2 separate regions of the Mus musculus genome follow, and region 1 is linked to region 2. Evidence: chromatin contacts called from public HiChIP or PLAC-seq data. All regions are on one chromosome and are shown on one strand. Each heading gives the region's core, a stretch centred on a gene start, on an enhancer-like site or on the middle of the called end of the contact. The rest is flanking DNA. Distances are from core to core; before and after follow the strand shown.

Evidence for each region. HiChIP or PLAC-seq counts read pairs in DNA pulled down with a chosen protein or histone mark.
Region 1: an H3K4me3 HiChIP or PLAC-seq map of bone marrow-derived macrophages shows a contact between it and region 2, with 2.7 times the contacts expected there. The contact joins the promoter of Card6 here to the enhancer-like site in region 2. A contact is called at or near these places in 2 of 39 promoter capture datasets (the C10 cell line and pre-B cells), 1 of 15 datasets of contacts at CTCF or cohesin (CD8 T cells), 7 of 484 Hi-C or Micro-C datasets (the G1E-ER4 cell line, LSK cells, Th1 cells and 4 more) and 2 of 115 datasets of contacts at active chromatin or transcription factors (CD8 T cells and bone marrow-derived macrophages).

Annotation. Positions count from the first base shown.
Region 1 is chr15:5,105,750-5,112,359 of GRCm38.p6, reverse strand. Card6 (caspase recruitment domain family, member 6) reads left to right here and starts at 3,827. Exons shown (of 4, transcript NM_001163138.1): 1 at 3,827-3,877; 2 at 3,984-4,272. The coding sequence starts at 3,990.
Region 2 is chr15:4,812,921-4,819,235 of GRCm38.p6, reverse strand. No RefSeq gene overlaps it. Among named protein-coding and RNA genes, the nearest start is that of Mroh2b, 83 kb to the left of the region's middle. Within about 2 kb of position 2,300, at least 89 of the 459 cell types and tissues checked have an H3K27ac peak or open chromatin away from gene starts, as enhancers often do. A contact at or near this core is called in CD8 T cells, LSK cells, Th1 cells and 3 more, where this site is marked.

The sequences.
Region 1 (6,610 bases), core at 2,578-5,077, 290 kb before region 2:
TACCTTGATTCAGTCTGCCTACACTGCGCATTCATATACCACACATCATCATGGATCTGCAGTACATAGAACATGAAATTATAAATCGCCAACCAAATAAAACTTTAGAAAATGAAAAAGCTCTTTGAGGAAAAAAAAAAAAAAAGACTTTGCACCTAAAAATAAATCTTAGGGAAGGATTTTCAAATTTCTTATTCCATCTCAGGTGCCATAGTCAGAGAAGTAATGTCTTTAATTGCAAATGCATACTTAGCATTGCTCCGTACATGGCCTGCCTTTATTTACATAGTCTTTCTTTCTAATAACAGTAACCTGGCCCAAGAGGACAACATAGGCTCCACTACCCTTCTCATTTTGTACATGTCCCATCTTTCTCCCACTTGAATAAATAAAATTCTGAACTTTATATTCATTATTTCTTTGGGTATGTTTGTGTGTTGTTTTTTTCCCCTGTGAGGGTTTGACACGGGATCTCTCTAGCCCTCATTCGTTAGGAAGTTGCTATGTAGACTAGGGTAACCCTTCAATACACAGTAATCAGCCTTCCTTTGCCTCCCAAGTGCTGGGATTAAAGGTGTGGGCCACCAAGCCTGGCTAGTGGTGGGTTTTCTGAAGTGGGCCAGCTGGCCTGCAATTGTTAGACTCAAGTAATCCTTCTGTCCTAGACTCCTCTGTACATTGCCTACTTTGCCCAGCCAATAATATCTTAATGACTTCATGAGTATTCCTAGGTGTGTGTGTGAATGTGTGATATATATATATGTATATACACACACACATACATATATATATGTATATATATTCAATTTTAATTTTTTAAAAGGATTTTATGCTGAGTGTGACCCTTTGGGACCTTTAGTTTTTCCTAGATACTCTTTAATGATTTTTCGATATTGTAGGGTATTGAATTTTTTCCCTGATGAATGCTATATAATATATTAAATAAAAAGGGTGGAGAGATAGCTCAGCAATTAAGTTCACGTGCCGCTCTTCCAGAGGATTCAAGTTTGATTCCCAACACCCACATTAGGCAACTTATAACTTCCTGAAACTCCATTGATCTAATGCCTTCTGGCCTTGGATGTACCTGCACACATATGACAGGTAAATAAAAATAGATCCTTTTTGTTTGTTTGTTTGTTTAATTCTATTTTTGTTTCTTGAGACAGATTTTCTGGAATTCACAGCTGGCCTGGAACTCACTCCATATCCCATGCTGGCCTCCAACTCAGAGATTTCTCTGCCTCTGCATCCCAAGTTCTGGGATTAAAGGCAGGCGCCACTTCCTGGCTCTAATAAAAATAAATCTTAAAAAAAATAGTATTCATGAAATTCCACAGGTTATCTATTTCCATACTGATATTTAGGTTGTTTTCAGGTTCTTGAAGACCAACCATATAATTTTAATAAAAATGAGAAAATGTCTGCTAATAAAAACACTTAAAATTTTTGCTGTGTGTTGTGGCACACACCTTTAATTTCAGAAACTTGGAAGACAGAGGCAAATGAGTCTTTGTAAGTTCCAGGCTAATCTGGTCTACATAATGAGTTCCTAGACAGCAGGGCTATGTGAGAAAGATCCTGTCTCAAAAAAATTAATCTGAGTTAAAAAATTATTTAATGTGCATGAGTGTTTTGCCGCCATGTATGTATGTATACCACATGGTGCCCAGAGAGCTCAGCAGAGGGCATTGGATTTCCTGGCAGTGGACTTCCTGCTCTGTGTGAGCCATTACGAAGGTGCTGGGAATCAAACCAAGGTCCTCCGCGGAACAGCAAGTGCTCTTAACTGTTGAGCCTTCTCAAATGTAGAATGTATTAGTGTACAAACTATAAATCCATTCATAATCCAATGCTCAGGAGTAGCCAGTATTAAAACCTGGGCTGTCTCTCTTAATTATCTTCTTACAAAAATGTCTGCTGTATGTGCAACAGGCATATGCTGTACACATACTGGTTTTGCTTGCTTTGCTTTTCTGAGACAGGGTCTCACTGTGCTGCTCTAGCTGGTCTGAAACTTGCTATGGAGAGCAGACTCCAATTCACAGAGATCTGCTTCTGCCTCCCCAGAGGTTAAAGGCGTACACCACCACACGTAGCTTACATACTGCTTTGCTTTTGTTGTTTGTTTGTTTGTCTAATTTTGAGATGACGCTATATATATATATATATATATATCATACTATATAGCCCTGGATGGTCTGGAGTTCTCTATGTAGACCAGGCTGGCCTTGAACCACCTGCCTTTGCCTCCCAGAGCTGGGCTTAAAGGTGTGTATTATCTTGCCCAGTTTTTTTTTTTTTTTAAATGGGATCGGTAACTTGCTATTCTCCAAAATAATATAATGTGCTTATCATCACTATTAGGTTCTACTTTATCCTTTAAAACAGCCTAGCAGGAAGCTGGAGAGATGGCTAGGAACACTGGCTACTCTCCCAGGGAACTAGGGTTCACTTCCGATCACCCGCATGATGTGTCACAAATTAGTAAAATCTTTTTACCAGTTTAATAGTTCCTTGGTATTTTCCTGCTATCATTTATTTCACAGACCTCTGATTTATGGAAATTTAGGATATTTTTGCTTTTCTGCTATTATCCAGTTGGAATAGATATTTCCTATGTATATTTTTGGCATGCATTTAATAATATTTTCTGTAAAGATTCTTATATGTGTTTTTTTTTTTTTTTGCTTGTGTGTATAGATGTGTACCATGTGTGTGCCTGGTACCCATGGAGGTCAGAAAGGAAGTTGGAGCTCTTGGAACTATATTTATTTTATATATATACACACATATATATATATATGTATATGTGTATATATATATGTATATGTGTATATATGTGTGTGTGTGTATATATATATAGTGTGTTTTGAGGCAGGGTTTCTCTGTGTAGCCCTGGCTGTCCTGGTACTCACTCTGTAGACCAGGCTGGCCTTGAACTCAGAAATCTGCTTGCCTCTGCCTCCTGAGTGCTGGGATTAAAGGCGTGTGCCACCACCGCCTGGCTGGAACTGGATTTATGGATGGTTATGAAGCACCACCTTGAGAGTGCTGGCAAATGAACCCAGGTCTTCTGTAAGAGCAAAAAGTGTTCTTACTGCTAAGCCATTTCTCCAGCTCCTACATTTCTAGAGGTGGGATTGCTAGAGGGAAGGGTTATACATTTACAATTTTGATCTATTTTTTACCTGCATTTTGAAGATTACTCTCCACAAATCAGTCGATTTGCATTTATAACATCACAGTTTAGGGCCCAGAGCAGGGATACCTAGCCCAATTCAATGTTCAAACGAAACATCCTGGAGGAGGTCCCGGGTTCACTTCATCTCGTTTTGTTTTATTGAGAGAGGGTCTAACTATGTGGTCCTGGGTGGCCTAGAACACACTGTGTAGACTAGCCAGCCACTAAACTGCAACGATTATTATTTTCCTGCCTCTGCCTTCTGAATGCTGGCATCAGAGGTGTGGGCCACCCTTTGTGGCATGTTCCCCACTGCCCAGTATTAGTGAAATTTAGTCTAGCCATCAAAAAGAGCAGAGAGTAAGGTTCCGGGTACAGATCAGTAGCAGAACCACATGAGACCTTGGATTCCAACCTCAGCAAGTGTACACACACACACACACACACACACACACAGAGAGAGAGAGAGAGAGAGAGAGAGAGAGAGAGAGAGAGAGAGAGAGACAGACAGACACAGAGAGAGACAGAGACAGAGAGACAGAGACAGAGACAGAGACAGAGAGACAGAGAGACAGAGAAAACACAGATAAAAGATCAGCAACAGGAAACCACAGAACCACAGACCGAGAGTGCTCCGGGCTGACTTCCTGTGTTTGTACTCTCTGTTGTCCTCTTTGCCCTCTCCAACAACAGGTATTTTTGACGCGTTTTATCTTTGCTAAGTAGGATTTCTGCCTTTCTTTGTTAACATAGATTTCTTTACCTGCCAGAATGACTTGATCCATTTCCTGGTTTGTAGGAAGCAATGGCTACAGAGGGTGCTTCCTCAGAACTCATAGAAAAAAAACGTACGAAGTTGCTCAGTGTCCTCCAACAAGATCCGGACTCTATCTTGGACACGTTAACCTCTCGGAGCCTGATTTCTGAGAAGGAGTATGAGACTCTGGAGGAAATCACAGATCCCCTGAAGAAAAGTCGGAAGCTGTTAATTTTGATACAGAAAAAAGGAGAGGACAGCTGTCGGCGTTTCCTCCGGTGTTTGTCTAATGCCTTTCCAGAGTCAGCGTCCACAGTGGGCTTCAAGCACGGTAAGTGGAGCTTTTAAAGTTTGAAGCAAAGGGGGAGGAAGCAGGTTTTCTAGAAGAGAAAGAGAATTGTTTCTGGTTGTTTGGATCTGACTTCCTGAGACGAGTTTTACTGAAATGTGAAACAGAATGTGTGTCGTTTCCAAGGCAGGGAGCAGTGGATCTCTCTGATCCAGGAGCTTGGCAATGGCTGATCACACTGTTCCAGCGTTTTCAGCTACCGTCTGGTGCCTGTTGCTTTGGCGGGGATTTGAAAAGAGCCCATTGTTGATAATGGCACCATCTAGGGTTTTCCTGTTTGTGTGAGTAAATTTGGAGATGTTTACATCCCCAGAGACCTTTGGATAGCCACGCTGAAGGTACAGGGAAAACCATTTTAAATGAACCAGTTGGAAGATCAGTAGCTCCTTGTCTGTGATAGGAACAGTAGTTTCTAGAAGTGTAGCTTCTCCATTTGATAAGTGATAAAGGTCTTGAAATTGATGCTTTATAAAATATGGTTATTTTTCTTTCTTAAAAAATCTGTTTATTCTAAAAATTTGTCCAGTCCCAAACTTTATCCAGCTAAACAGTTAGAATGACCATGAACCATGGATCTTCTCTCAGGGTTTTAGTCTTCGACTTTTTGACTTTTAGTTACATTTTTATTTACTTATCCCCATAAAAAGAGGAGGAAGGAATGATGATGGAGTTCAAACTGGGAGTGGAGGAAAAGTAGGTTTTTCTTCTATAATAAATATTGACTATACTTTTTTCTATCCTAATCCCTCTCAGAAAAAAATTGTATGAATTTTTTTAAAAATAAAAAATAGCTTTATATCTTCTTTCATGACGTATGCCCTTTTACCTGCATTCTGTCCTTTGTAACATAATAATATCTTTTGCTTGGTCTCCTTTTCAAATGTCATATGTAGAACCTACATTTCTATATATGCATACTAAATATGTATGACAAGAAAGTAGGAGAGCGAGCCGGGCAGTGGTGGTGCACGCCTTTAACCCCAGCACTCAGAAGGCAGAGACAGGTGGATTTCTGAGTTCCAGGCCAGTCTGATCTACAGAGTGAGTTCCAGGACAGCCAGGACTACACAGAGAAACCCTGTCTCGAAAAAAAAACCAAAAAAAAAAAAAAAAAAAAAAAAAAGAAAAAAAGAAAAAAAAAGAAAAGAAAAGAAAGAAAGTAGGAGAGAGCATCTCTTTTGGGAATAGACGGACTAGCTGGTGGAGAGTGGGAAGAGTGTGTTTGTAAGAGAGAGAGAGACAGACAGGCAGACAGAGACAGAAAGAATGCCACAATGAATACAATTCATTGTGGTTCAATTGATTAGTAAGAACTAGTAAAAATTTATAACATCTTAAAAAACATGACATGTTGGGCTGGAAAGATGGCTCAGTGGATAAGAGACTGACTGTTCTTCTAGAGGTCCTGAGTTGAATTCCCAGCAATCACATGGTGGCTCACAACCATCTGTAATGGGATCTGATGCTCTATTCTGGTGTGTCTGAGGACGGTAACAGTGTACTCACATAAAATACATAAATAAATCTTTAAAAAATGACATGTTACAAAAGATAACTCATGACATGGGGCAGGGACCTATTCTACTGTATTGTTTGGCAATTCAGGAAATGATCACTAGAGGGAGTTGTAGCTCTTTTTTTTTTTTTTTAAAGTAATCTAAAAGATGGCTCAAGATGATTTTAAGGGATGATAGAAAGGTAGGGGCTTAGGTTAAAACAGTGTGTGCTCAAGATCCTTAGTGTCGGACAGGTCTTGTTCTAGTTTCCTTTCTAGTCTCTGTATTCCGACAAACACAAAGTGTTTGTGGGTTTATTTTTAGTTTATAATTATAGGTTACATTCATCACTGTTGGAGCAGTCAGTGGCAGAGGCTTGAGACCGCTCCTTACATCATTTCTACAGTCAAGAGCAGAGACAAAATGCATACATACTTGCTTGCTTGTGCTTAGCGTGGCTTCTGTACCTCAGACAGCTCAGATCCCCTGCCTAGGGATTATGACCACCCACAGTGGCTAGCGTGGGTCTTCCCACAACAGTTAACTTATAGCAATGCCATGCCCAATGGCCAACTCAATGCAGAAAACTCCTCACCTGAGACTCTCTTCTCTAAGTTGTGCTGACAGTTAAAAGTAACCTTTTACAACAAACCTCGTAATCCTCGAAAAAAATGGATTTTACTATATCTAGAATTCAGTAATTGTCTTACTCTTTAAGAATTACTGGGATCAGATTTGCTTAGCAATGGCCCAAAGAAATCTGACTGCGGGCCTCGTCAAGTGTATAATTAAATACTGTTCATAACAAATATACTTCTTTTTGC
Region 2 (6,315 bases), core at 1,051-3,550:
ATGAATTTTCATATCTAGTTAAAAAATGCATGCCATTTGGATAAAATCTAGATTACACAAGCAAAGAGACCAAAACAAACAAACAAACAAACAAAACCCTTACTCTTATCTTTTAACAATACTTATTTTCTCAGTCATTATTCTTTTAGGCATGATTTTATTTCATTTAAATCATTTTTGGTTTGTTTGAGGAAAGGTCTTACTATATAACTGAAGCTGATCTTGAACCTCCAACCCTCTTGCCTCTATCTCCCAAGTGACGTGGTTACAGGTATGCACCACAGTGACTACATAAAAGTCATTTATATACATGGAGAAATTTCACAGTATGGTTTTAAGTTTTTATTAAAAGTGTTCCTTAAAGCTTTAAAAAAAAGATATCAGTGACCTCATACTGTGCTATCATCTGCTGTGACCATAATTTATTATTGGATATTTAAGATCTGTCATTGTTTGCTATTATAAATAATGTTGTGATAAACATCCTTCTATATAAATCTCTGAATGACTTTCTGCATACCATCTGTCCCCTGGAGCCCCTTGATTGGTGACATCTACCTTCACTATCTGACAGTGGACATGTGGAGCTAAGGCTGTTGCAGCCAGAACTTGTCAAGAAGACAAATAGGGATGCATCGACCTGACTCACATGCATAAACAGACTGGGGACAACTCTGATCTTGCAGGCCATTTGTTTGGTTAGAAGTCGGATGCTTACAGTATATTCCAAAAGAACAAAGGTGACCTTAGAGGAAACCAGCCATTTGGAATCCAATTAATCAAGCGTCAGGGCAGTTTGGCATCCAAGAGCTAGAATCATCACAATCTGACAGCTTCTCATGGAGGAGTAGCATTCAGATAAGGATATGGAAGAGGTGTTACCTTGTGGACGATCTCTTGGGAACAACAGAGAATTTCAACTTTCAAAGCTAAGCAGATTTGAGCGTTGCAGAAGTCCTTTGTAGAAAGGGAAGGAAAAAAAAAACCTACCTAAAATGTCATATTTACTGAAGATTGAAAAAGCAACCCTTTGTCAGGCTGAAACACCATGCCACTAGAGTACTTGAAATTTGAGATCATGTGCCTTCAGTGACTCTGATCCTAACAAAATTTAACAGTCGGGGAGGTCACTTATTTTGTCAGCATATTACAGTCAACAGACTCAAAATCTATATTTAAAAAGAACCGATCTAATTTTCAGCCACCCAGGCAACACACACAGATGCTTAGCACTCATCTTCATTAGCCTCAGAGGAGAAACTTCTTACCTTTGACCTAGAATTTATTTAATCTTTTAGGACAGAGCCGGAGACTCCCAATCTAAATTCCAGGTATTTAATATGCTCGGCTGCTGCTCTCTGCTTCCTGGTGATAATTTTATTAGTAGCTCTTAACACCTATTGTACTAAATTGCCATATTAATATTAATATCAGAGTGTGAAGAATTCAACTGATAAATGGTATGCAAATTAGCTTAATGCAGACTTTAATGGGTTAGAGCACTAAAAAGTTCTTGGAGACAAAGTAACCAAAGAGCTAAAGGATCAACTTGTCCTCACTGAAAGGAAAAAGTTACAAGGAAAAGAGAAATACTTTAAAGTACGTGTGAGTCATTTTTAATCAAAATAATAATTATTGCTGGCCCGATCTTTGATTATACTACGGACAACAAATAGGAAATACTTTTAAAAGGTTTGTCCTTATTTTTAATGATCCGTATACATGTGTGTCTCTGTGCAAGTTTGTACACGTGAATATAGGTGCCCGAAGGAGTCCCAGAAGAGGGTGAGTTGGATCTAGGCATTTGCAAAAAGAAGAGTTGGTCAGGGTTATGATAGAAACCATGCATCCCCAAACCAAAGAATATCAAGGACTGCTGGCAATTACTGGAAGCCAGAAGAGGAAGGATTCCTCATGCCCAGCCATTCTTGAAAGCATCTTGCTTTCAATACTAAACAGGAAGTGCTCTGAGCTCGCGGAAGGAAGGGGGAAATGCGTTGACATGGATCAGTATTTTCAGGACCCTCTTAGAAACCCCACCACCAACAGCAGAGCTGACATTCCACAGCACATGCCAGGCCCTTACTCTTAGGTCGTAGAGAAGTGGCCTCCAAAGCAGCAGTGTTGATGAGGATGACTCTAAGTCGACCCCAATGGAGCGCGGTTTTTCCAAGGAAACAGAAACAGAAAGTCTTTTTCAGAAGCCTTTGCTGGTTTAGCTGAATGCTCCTGACCACAGCTTCCAGCTAACTTTGAAACACTTCTGACCACAGCTGTAGCACTTCCACTCTCTGAGCAGCTGCTCCTCACCACAGGTCCCGGTGTAACACCACAAGTGATTGCAGCTGGCTTCTGTTCTCTACTGTCCAAGGCAGCCAGTCACTTTCTTTTTATGAAAACTGATCTTTCTCTCCACAGAGAATGGCTGTGTTCAGTGGTTTCTTGCAGTACCTGCTTACTCTTAACTGTAGGTGGCCCCTGCCTCACAAATGACTCCTTTGGTGGCTTTGGTAGTGGCTTGGAGGTGGGGAAGAGATTTTTTTTAGTATCTTCCTTTTTTTTCACCCAGAAGAGAGGTGTAAGACCCCCTTTTGGGGACCCCCACTCTAGTCTCGGGAGAGAGAGAGCACAAAAAGAAACACGAGAATCCTTTCTTGCTGTAAACACAGGAGGCAGTTTAATGGCAGAGCTCCAGGTGGAAACATATCTCATGCAGGAGACAGTGGATTCCACCCCGAGGCTCGAAAGCTAGGGGTTTTTATGGGGTAAGGGGTTTAGGGGTGTGGAATTCAGCATAGTGACACACTATTGGCTTATTCAAACATCAGCAGAAAAATTACATGTACGTGCAGGATGTCAGAGTTTTGTGAGCTATTGACTCAGTTCAGATAGCCCTGTTATGTCTTCACATTCCTCTTTATCTCTATGGTCAAGCTGTTCCCAGGAATGTTTTAACTATGGGGCATGCCCCGGTTTGTTTTTCTTTTTTTCTCAGCCCCAGGCAGCCTCTAGGCTCACAAACAACCAGCAATTTCTGAGTACTTTATATGACTTACAGGTCTTGAAATTTCACCTTTCTTTCAGAGGAAGGGATTAAATGACCACTATGAATGTTGTATGTAGATTCCTGGGGGACCATCTCCCCTCCCCCATGGGGTTCCTTTCCTCTCTGAGATCTGTTTTGTAGGGGAGAGCAGCCAAGTCAGCTTTGGAGAAAGCTTCTTGACTCTTACTTTGGGATGTGGTCCTATTTAACAGATCTTATTCTTGAATTGTCTCAGGAAGCCTGAGGGTAGGAGGCATACAAGCTTTCTCTACTCTCAGTGCCAGAAGTCCATGGGTGGCTTGCGTGGGAGGATGATGGACCAGTGAATCCTAGAGGAGATGCCAACTCAACTCTAATTACACTAGGAAAATATGTTTTCTCAGGGCCTTTCCTGCTCATTTTTTTCTCATTTTGTATTACAAGATCTTTATGATGTTGTCAAGGATTTAGGATTAACGAGAGGAGGAAGGGCTGCATTTAATATGCAAAATGCAGGAAGATTTCTACCAGGTGGCTGTGGCTCGTGGCCTGAAGTGGGTGTCCACCCCCCACTCCCCTGCATTGGAGACTTACAGAAGCAGCGTCTACACATCCCTGTGTAGGGTGAGGAAGGAGAAGGAAGACCCTAAGGTTTTGACATCAACTATAAGATCAGGGTCAGCTGTGTTGTGTGTGATTCATCTCAAAACTAGGCATTCTTAAAAGAATGCGGTGGTTGCCAGCAGTACCTCCTAGGACCCGGATCAGTCCCTGCTACACTGTGCAAACTGAGAAGTGGTTTGTGAAATGAATACACGAAAGTTGGGTATTTGTGACGTTTATTATGGACTCTCTGGCTTTCTGTCTGTTCTGTTGAAAAAATGCTATGGATTTTTATTACTTTTAATTGTGACAATAGTGTTTCTCACTGGCTTCAAAGGTCCTCTGATGTCTCTATGTACTTTGTGCAATGTGAGACAGTTTGCTCAATTGATAAAGGCATTTTGACTCAGAAATGTGACACAGGACAACAGATGCTGGCATTAGATAGGGGATGATCAAACGGCAGAGGGGGTGGAAGAGTAACAGTATGACAACGAACGACACAAGAGAATTTTGCCCAGCAATTTATGACTATGCCAGTTTACTCTACGTATAATGACTTACAAATTTTTTTAGATTATACAAAGTAATAGTTTTTTATTATGACATCCCTGAACATATGTATCATTATACTGCATTCCCATCCAGTTTCCTCACTTCTTGTGCATTGTTTTTGAATAGTAAATTCACTTATCACTAGGCACGCTAATCTGGGCACCTCCCAGGGTTCAGTATTTCCACCTTTATGTTTGCACACCTCACCGCTCCCAGCGTACAGATGTTTACTGTTTTCTCACGCATCGATGACCCTATCTTTACACAGTAGAGTTGGTTTTCATCCTTGGAGCACTGTGGGGGCAACAGGCAGACACAGTTGGAAGTGTGGGCTTCAAGGGAAGAGACAGTGTGAGGCACCACAGACAATCATTTGGAGCCCGGTGTTACTTAACCCTTCTCCATAGGACTCGGTTCCTTGATGGCGATTAGTAGAAAGCTGAAACTAGAGTGAAGTCCCAAAGTACCCAACAGTTGCTGCATGGTGAGATAAAAATTTGAGGCAGTAGAATACTCTCTCCTAACCTAGCAAGATTCCAGAACTGGGCCCCTGTGATCCCTGATGGGCCTTATGGCCCACATCCAACCAGGATGTGAGCTATCTCTCTCATTCACTATGTTCACACCATTCGTCCAAGGCCTGTGATTGGTCCTTTTCTCTGGGCACTTCTTATTAACATTACAGTTTTTATTTATTAGCTATGAACACTGAAACAATACGTTATGCCATGCATTTTGCATACTTTATTGAATCCTTACAAGTCCATGACCTATCCTGCAGCGTTTGTCAGGGATCAAACAGTAGATGTTAGGGACAGGTATTTTATTAAGTGACCCACAAACTTCAGCATGTTGACATAACCCTACATAATATTTACTCATTTTATACTAGAATATTACTTGGTTGTAATATTCTGTGGCCTGTAATTTTAATAAGCAGTTAATTTGGGTGATTCTCCTATGAGGGCTGCTTTTGGATGCACCTTATTTCTGCATAATTCACACAAATCTTGTGTTCAGGAAATGGCCTTCCTGCTTTATTTTGTGTGTGTGCCTGTGTCTGTGTCTCTGGTTGTGTGTGTATGTGTGTGTGTAGGTGACAGAGGCAGTCATCAGATGTCTTCTTGGATTACTCTCTACCTTATCTTACAGAGGCAGAATGTCTTGTTGAACTTGGAATGTGCCTACTTTAGTTAGTCTGTAGCCAACTGGAGAAGGTAAGAGTTCTGGGAAAATATCATTCATTGTCAGAAAGGATGCAGCTGGAGAAGACCAAAGGATTGTTCTACCTTGCTTAAGAAGCCAGTTCTTTCCTGATTTGCTATGGTTCCATCACCACTATTTTTGTGTCATTGTGCACCGAGCCTGTTTATTTTCAACACCTAAGGGACATTCCCATCCCGTCTAACAATGATTCCTTTAACACTTGGCCCTCACACTTTCACCATTACAAAATCCATCTCAGTTCTCACACAGCTCTGTATTAAAGTGAGTCATGCAAGAACTGTCTAATGTGAGTTCTCTAAGGACGGTGAACAATCTGAAAGGAACAAAGAGCCCTTTATGTTCAATCCCCTCACCAGACTGTACGAGAACTTCCATAGGTGGGATGCTAAATGGTTTGTTGCTGAATGAATTTCCCCTTCCTGTTGGTTGGTTGGTAGTGGATATTTCTGTAATTCAGACAGAACATTTTATATCCATAAAAATAGGCTCCCTAAGGGAGCCATTTCTTTTCTAAATTTTGAAAAGAGAATGCCCAATTACTTTGATATTCCACTTTGTATTCTTTTTTTCCCCCTTAAATTCATCTTTGATAGAGAAGGGAAAGAGTAGCAAAGGGCAGAATGTAATCACCAGCATAGTTTAAGCAAGATGGCATTCAATTCAACTTAACATTACTAGGGCCACAACTTGCTGTGAATGGGTTGGGTATGAAATACATTTCTAAATTTCTCTTTCTTTGTAAGTGTACTGGTGTATGCTCCTTAATCGTTCTACTTCTAGCATAGTTCTCTGTGATGCTGACTTTGGAGAGATTAAAGACTAGTGGAGACATAATCAGCTATTTTCTGATTGGATTTGAGTCTTCATCCACAGGAGGTACAACATGTCTGGTGCTCTAAGACTGG